Regions from separate parts of the Sus scrofa genome. Here region 2 is linked to region 1. Evidence: chromatin contacts called from public Hi-C data. All regions are on one chromosome and are shown on one strand. The core of a region is the stretch at or near the end of the contact, and the rest is flanking DNA. Distances in the headings are between cores, read along the strand shown. Region 1 overlaps LOC110261617 (a long non-coding RNA gene). Region 2 holds the start of DSEL (dermatan-sulfate epimerase-like protein).

Evidence for each region. Hi-C and Micro-C count contacts between places; a contact is called where the count stands out from the background.
Region 2: a Hi-C map of embryonic fibroblasts shows a contact between it and region 1, with 1.8 times the contacts expected there. The contact joins the promoter of DSEL here to the enhancer-like site in region 1. A contact is called at or near these places in 5 of 47 Hi-C or Micro-C datasets (adipocytes, embryonic fibroblasts and fibroblasts).

What each region holds. Positions count from the first base shown.
Region 1 is chr1:154,847,724-154,850,423 of Sscrofa11.1, reverse strand. All of the region lies in intron 2 of LOC110261617 (a long non-coding RNA gene), which reads left to right. Among named protein-coding and RNA genes, the nearest start is that of DSEL, 70 kb to the left of the region's middle. Within about 2 kb of position 1,348, at least 3 of the 83 cell types and tissues checked have an H3K27ac peak or open chromatin away from gene starts, as enhancers often do. A contact at or near this core is called in embryonic fibroblasts, where this site is marked.
Region 2 is chr1:154,918,070-154,920,769 of Sscrofa11.1, reverse strand. DSEL (dermatan-sulfate epimerase-like protein) reads right to left here and starts at 1,438. Exons shown (of 3, transcript XM_021099387.1): 1 at 1,079-1,438; 2 at 1-261. LOC110261617 (a long non-coding RNA gene) reads left to right here and starts at 1,699. Exons shown (of 3, transcript XR_002345981.1): 1 at 1,699-1,805.

The DNA.
Region 1 (2,700 bases), core at 99-2,598:
CCAAGGTGTTAACTGCTGCGCTTGGGTTAACTTTCTGAGAAGGGCACCAAAGGTTGTATTTTATACTTCCAAATGAAACAATTCTTGGTACGCAGCATGAAAATGTGTGAAAATTAGTAGTAAGCATTCAGTATGTAAATGGTTTTGATTGTGAGTTTTTACACATTTAGGATACAAAATATGGATGTCTTTAGCCACCAAACCAACTGTGGCTACAGTGGGAAAGCTGATTGCAGGAGTTTGAGTATGGAAAATCCTGAGAATAGAATGGTTCTGTGGGACATGAAAAAGTCACAAGGCAATCACTACCTCAGACAGAAGTGGGGGTGGTACAGGAAACCCTGAAAGAGGAGGAAGGATGGTGTGACAGGAGCCAGACAGCCCTTTTACCTTCTCCTCCACATTCCATAACACAGGCCTCTTACCTCCTCATTCAAGAGCCACATATGGATGGGCAGACATGTGTGGTTGTGTGATGTTATGTGAGTTGTAATGTACCTGGTGGGCAAGGGATTTCTTCCTACACCCCTCTCCCTAGAAGTTATTAATAATCAATTAAATGTTAGTGTCTTTTAGGCCAAATTCAAAGAGAAGTTTCGAGGACTTACTCAAAACATCATGAAATTGAGCTCATGGCAATCTCAAAATAGCTTACATGTGAGCTTTTTATTTTGACTCTGTTTTCCACTAAAATTCATACAAGGAAAAAGACATAAAAATGTTTGTGGTTTTTCTGAATGGAAATACCACCAGGGAATGATCTCAGTTATGGAAGAATCTACTCTAAAATTCTGGAAAACACATAAAAATCATTTTTCCTTGTTTTGCTTTTTTTTTCCTGTAAAGACAGGAGGGGCAGTGAAAATTTTCAAAGGGATTCAGTAATGAAAGTCTGTATTCTTAGTAGACTGAAAATTATCCTGTCTTTCTATAAGACTTTTCTATAAAGGTGGCTGAGCCCTATACCATTAAGGATAATTTTTTTAAAATCCTCTTGTAAATTCCTCAGTATTAAACTATGCTCATATAACCTTCAAATCTCTTCTATAAACAATTCTTGATGAGTAACAATTCCCAAAAATTATCTGTTAGTAATTCCTTACCCTAAATATCATTCACTTTGAGAGCTTTGGTGAGTGAGAGAGAGAGAAAGAGGCATTGTGTTCACATCGTGTTCATGTTTACATGTATGTGAGAAAGGGAAGGAAAACTGACCTTTTCACATTGAAGAAATGTTTCTCTTTCATCATTCCAGTAATAGTGAAAAGTTTCATAGTAAGATGATGCAGGACTGAGTCAACCTGAGATGTTTGGTTTTGCATATCTTCCATGGCTTCTCCTGGGCAAGCAGCCACCCTGGTGTTTCTCTGGGGCCATGACACACTACTGCAGAACTACCATGTGACCTTTATCCTCTTAGTTTCCAGGGCATATACCACATTCCCACCAACAAAGGGGTAACCGCTCTTTGATATTAACAATGAGATATCATGCATGCACAGATACATCAACAGTTTTCTGGATAGCTCAGGTACCCTCATAGGTCATAGAATTAAAACATCATGAATCAAGAGAAACTGCTTTTGTCTCAGTAGCCTAGGAAAAAATTATACATAGCCTGCCATCTTCTACCAAAAAGGCAAAGAAGAGTTTGAATTATCAGTTAAAACATCTAGAATGGACTTTATTTTTAGAAATACCCAATGGTCCATTCTTAAAACCCTTGATATTTGATTTAATCACAGTGTTTTAAATAAAGAGGCAAGCTTTTACTAAGAGGACCCATTGATGCATATTTATATACATATATTTTTGTAACACATGCCCAAATCTCCTCTTGTTTCTGTCACTTTGCAAAACAATGATGATAACCATGATTGATGTTATTCCCAGAAGAGAAGATATTTACAAGAGTTTGGGTGTCAGGATCTCCAACAACACAACTACTCAGCAGCGTATCCAGTACCTCACTGTGAGGGGAATATGTGACCATTGGCAGACCCACAAGCTGGACCAAAACATTTTACTCAGTTCTTGACCCTCCCCAGCCCCATCCTTGGGATGTACTTTCCACCTACAATTCCTCTGTTAGCAACTGTTTCAAGTACGAGTATCCATGAGGATGTGGTTTCTATCCCTGGCCTTACTCAGTGGGTTAAGGATCTGGCGTTGCTATGATCTGTGTTATAGGTCACAGACGCGGCTTGGATGGATCCCATGTTGCTGTGGCTGTGGTGTGGGCTGGCAGCTGCAGCTCTGATTTGACCCCTAGCCTAAGAACTTCCATATGCTTCAGGTGTGGCCCTAAAAAGCAAAAAAAAACAAAAAAAACCCTGCCACCTACCAATCTGGAGTGATGGGCCTTTTCAGTCTCTCCTTCCCTCCATGTACAGTGGCCAGTTTCAGATTTCACCCAGGAAAATGCAGGCCCTGTACAGCATGTAGATCCTCCAAATGCCCCCTCCCCATCCCTGGGGTAGCCCCTGCAGCCTGTAGAGAGGGAGTGGGGGATGTTCCCTCTGATGTTTGTGTGCAGATGAGTGTGGTTGAGACCCGCATGGAGTGCAGCCTCTGTCCAGCCCCACAGTGATTCTATCTGTGTGGGAGTGAAGGACCTGAAGCAGCCAGTGGGCTGAACTCAGCATTTGGCTGGTACTTACTTTTGGGCCCTGGCCATTAACCCTTTACACTGACTGCTGG
Region 2 (2,700 bases), core at 189-2,688, 70 kb before region 1:
GTTTTAAAACACTCAAAATTCTTGCCCTCATTTCAGATCTGTCTTTCCAGGCTTACTTACTCATCAGCCCATTATGACCCAGAGAAAGCATTTTCCTGTCTTCGTTTATCAGCTTCATCAGTATGACTAGGAAAATCTCATCTCTTCAGCCACCTAGGTACTTCTCTTCCAATCATGAAGTAACCACCAACTGGGAAAGAAAACTCCCCTTTCACCAACAGTGAGGTCTCCTTTCTGCTCCTTTTTCATGACACTCTTTTTCTGGAGGAAAAACAAAACAAATTCTCTGAAGCTACTGGTAGGCTGGGAATGGACAAAAACGGAAGATTTAAATGCTCTACCATCCCTTCATAGAAATTTTAGAATCACAATAAAATCTGTTATTAAGTACAATCTAAGTTTGACCAAATGATTCTTTTTTCTTCTTATACTTTTCAATGCACACATTAGGATAACAATGAATAGTGGCAGAAGACAAGCGCTACAAGACAGAACTTACCCCGGAGTATTTAACTGTGTGGCTTGCTTTTAGTCTTGTAAAATGTTTTTAATTCAAGTGCAGTTAATACAAGGTGAGTCCTGCTGTCATTCTTGTTTGGATCATGAAGGACTCAGAGACAAAAAGCGAAAGTTGAAAGGACCATTTTGATTCAGTTCGAGGGTTTAGGTTTCAAGGGATCAGAAGGTGTCTTTGCAAGGGGAACTACCAAGAACAGGCACTTTTCTCCAAGGAGAAGTCATGACAACGTGTGGGAGCTCTGCTCCAATCTCTCTCGCCTGTGCCTCGTTTTACATCCTTACAAGAAGCCACCAGAGGGAGCTCAGACCCAGACTTAAGGAGCGGCTTCGCAGCTGCCCGTCTTGGCTTCTGAAGAACCTAAGCAAGTTTCAGTCTTGGACAAGTCTCCTCTCTGTGGGAAACATTAACGCTAGGAGTTTCCTGATCCGCCCTGCCTGCCTGTTGCATTTTTTTTTATTCGCTTCCTACGAACAGGCCAACTCTATCCCCCGCTCCCCATCCCCGACCTCCGGCTGTGGATTGGGGACAAGAGACCCCTAAATGGCCGAGTCTGCTTACCTTGGTAGGTCTGGATGGGGTCTCCCGGCAGCGGTGGGCCCCAACGAGACGGAGGCGGAGAGTTCGAGAAAACTGCTCTGCACAAGGAAACGGGCCGCTTGGTCCCCGGCAGGGCTCCCCGCGCCCCCTGCCCGGCACCCCCAGCGCTCCAACAGGCTGTGGCCCCGCGCTCGTCTCCCGCCCGGCACTGGACACGCCCGCTCTCGGGAAACGCCGGACGCCCCCGGGCAGCCCCGGACCGCAGAAGGCAGATGCGCGCGCCGTGGGCGCTCTCGGGGGACGCAGTGTCCAGCGGAGCGCTGGCGTCCCCAGGTCCCAATGCCGCCGCGGCCGCCGCTCCTCAGTGCCAGCTCCGGCGGCGCGGCCCGGAGAGGGCGAGAGACGGCGACGCGGGCAGGGGGCGGGGCGGGAACGAAACGAGGGCGGGGCAGGGGCGGGGCCTCTGGGCCTGGGAGGGCGAGGGACCGCGAGTCGGGCTGTGGGCGGGGCGGGAAAAGATGGGGCGTGGCCTCAGGGCCTCGGGCCTCCGGGAGAGCGAGAGCAGGAGATCTGGGGTGCAGGTTGTGGGGCGGGGCTGGAGAGAGGCGGGGCAGGGGGGTGGGGCCAGCGGCCCCCCCGCCCCCGAGATCCGAACCGGAGGAGTCTCTTAAGCTTGCGTGTTCCCGGCTGCAGTGGCTGCCTTGCGGTATGGGACGAGCGGGGCCCGAGCGGGCGGAAATTTGAGAGTGTGAGTGTCTGAAGACTTCTCCCGGCTGGCGGGAGGTCTCTGCTGATATTTCCCCTTTGGTTGTAAGGAAAGGACGATCAAACAGGGCTCGGAGGGAGAGGGAGATGAGAGAATGTTCTGGGTAGGATTAGAACTGTTGGGAGAAGCGGGCCGGGCAGGATGACGCTGTGGGATATCGGGAAGCACCCTTTAGGAACGACTGAGCAGTGAATGAATGTGAGTCAGCCTGGCTGAGGTTGGTGTCATTTAGAAATGCAAAATCAATGTACCAGATTAATATGACACTGACCTCCAGAGCACAGATACTAAAAATCAGAGGAAAACAAAAAAGACTAATCACCTTTATTGATTGAAATAAGTTCTCCAGCGGTATAAATATGGAAAATATGGGACAAACAGATGAAAGGAATCTCTTTCTTATTAAAGAAATGGAACCTGGAATTAAGACCCACAGGCATCGAAGAAAGTGTGGCTCAGGTACCATCATATGTGTGTGCAATTCCAGACTTTGGTACTCGTAGAGCAGCGGTGACTCCTATGTTACCGGACATAGGGAACTTCTCAGACATCTGAGATTACATTTCAGCAGGAGTCAACCTAAGGTTTGCCCTCTACCATCACAGATAACTTAGTAATAATAGGAAAACTGTGAAATATCAATTGTTTCAAATGAACAACCCCTCCCCAGTTGGGAATTGATGACACCTTCAGTTTCCTCCTATTCCATCCCATTTTGGTAAAATGAACAGATGTGCCTATTAAAAAGTGAGTGCCTTAGATCACTTAGTGGTAAAACCAAGCAGTAGATGTTGCTGGCAGAATAAATTTCAAAATAATTCACCTGGGAGGTGAAATGTGGCCTCTATCTCCTCATCGGTCTTCTCTTTTATCTCCT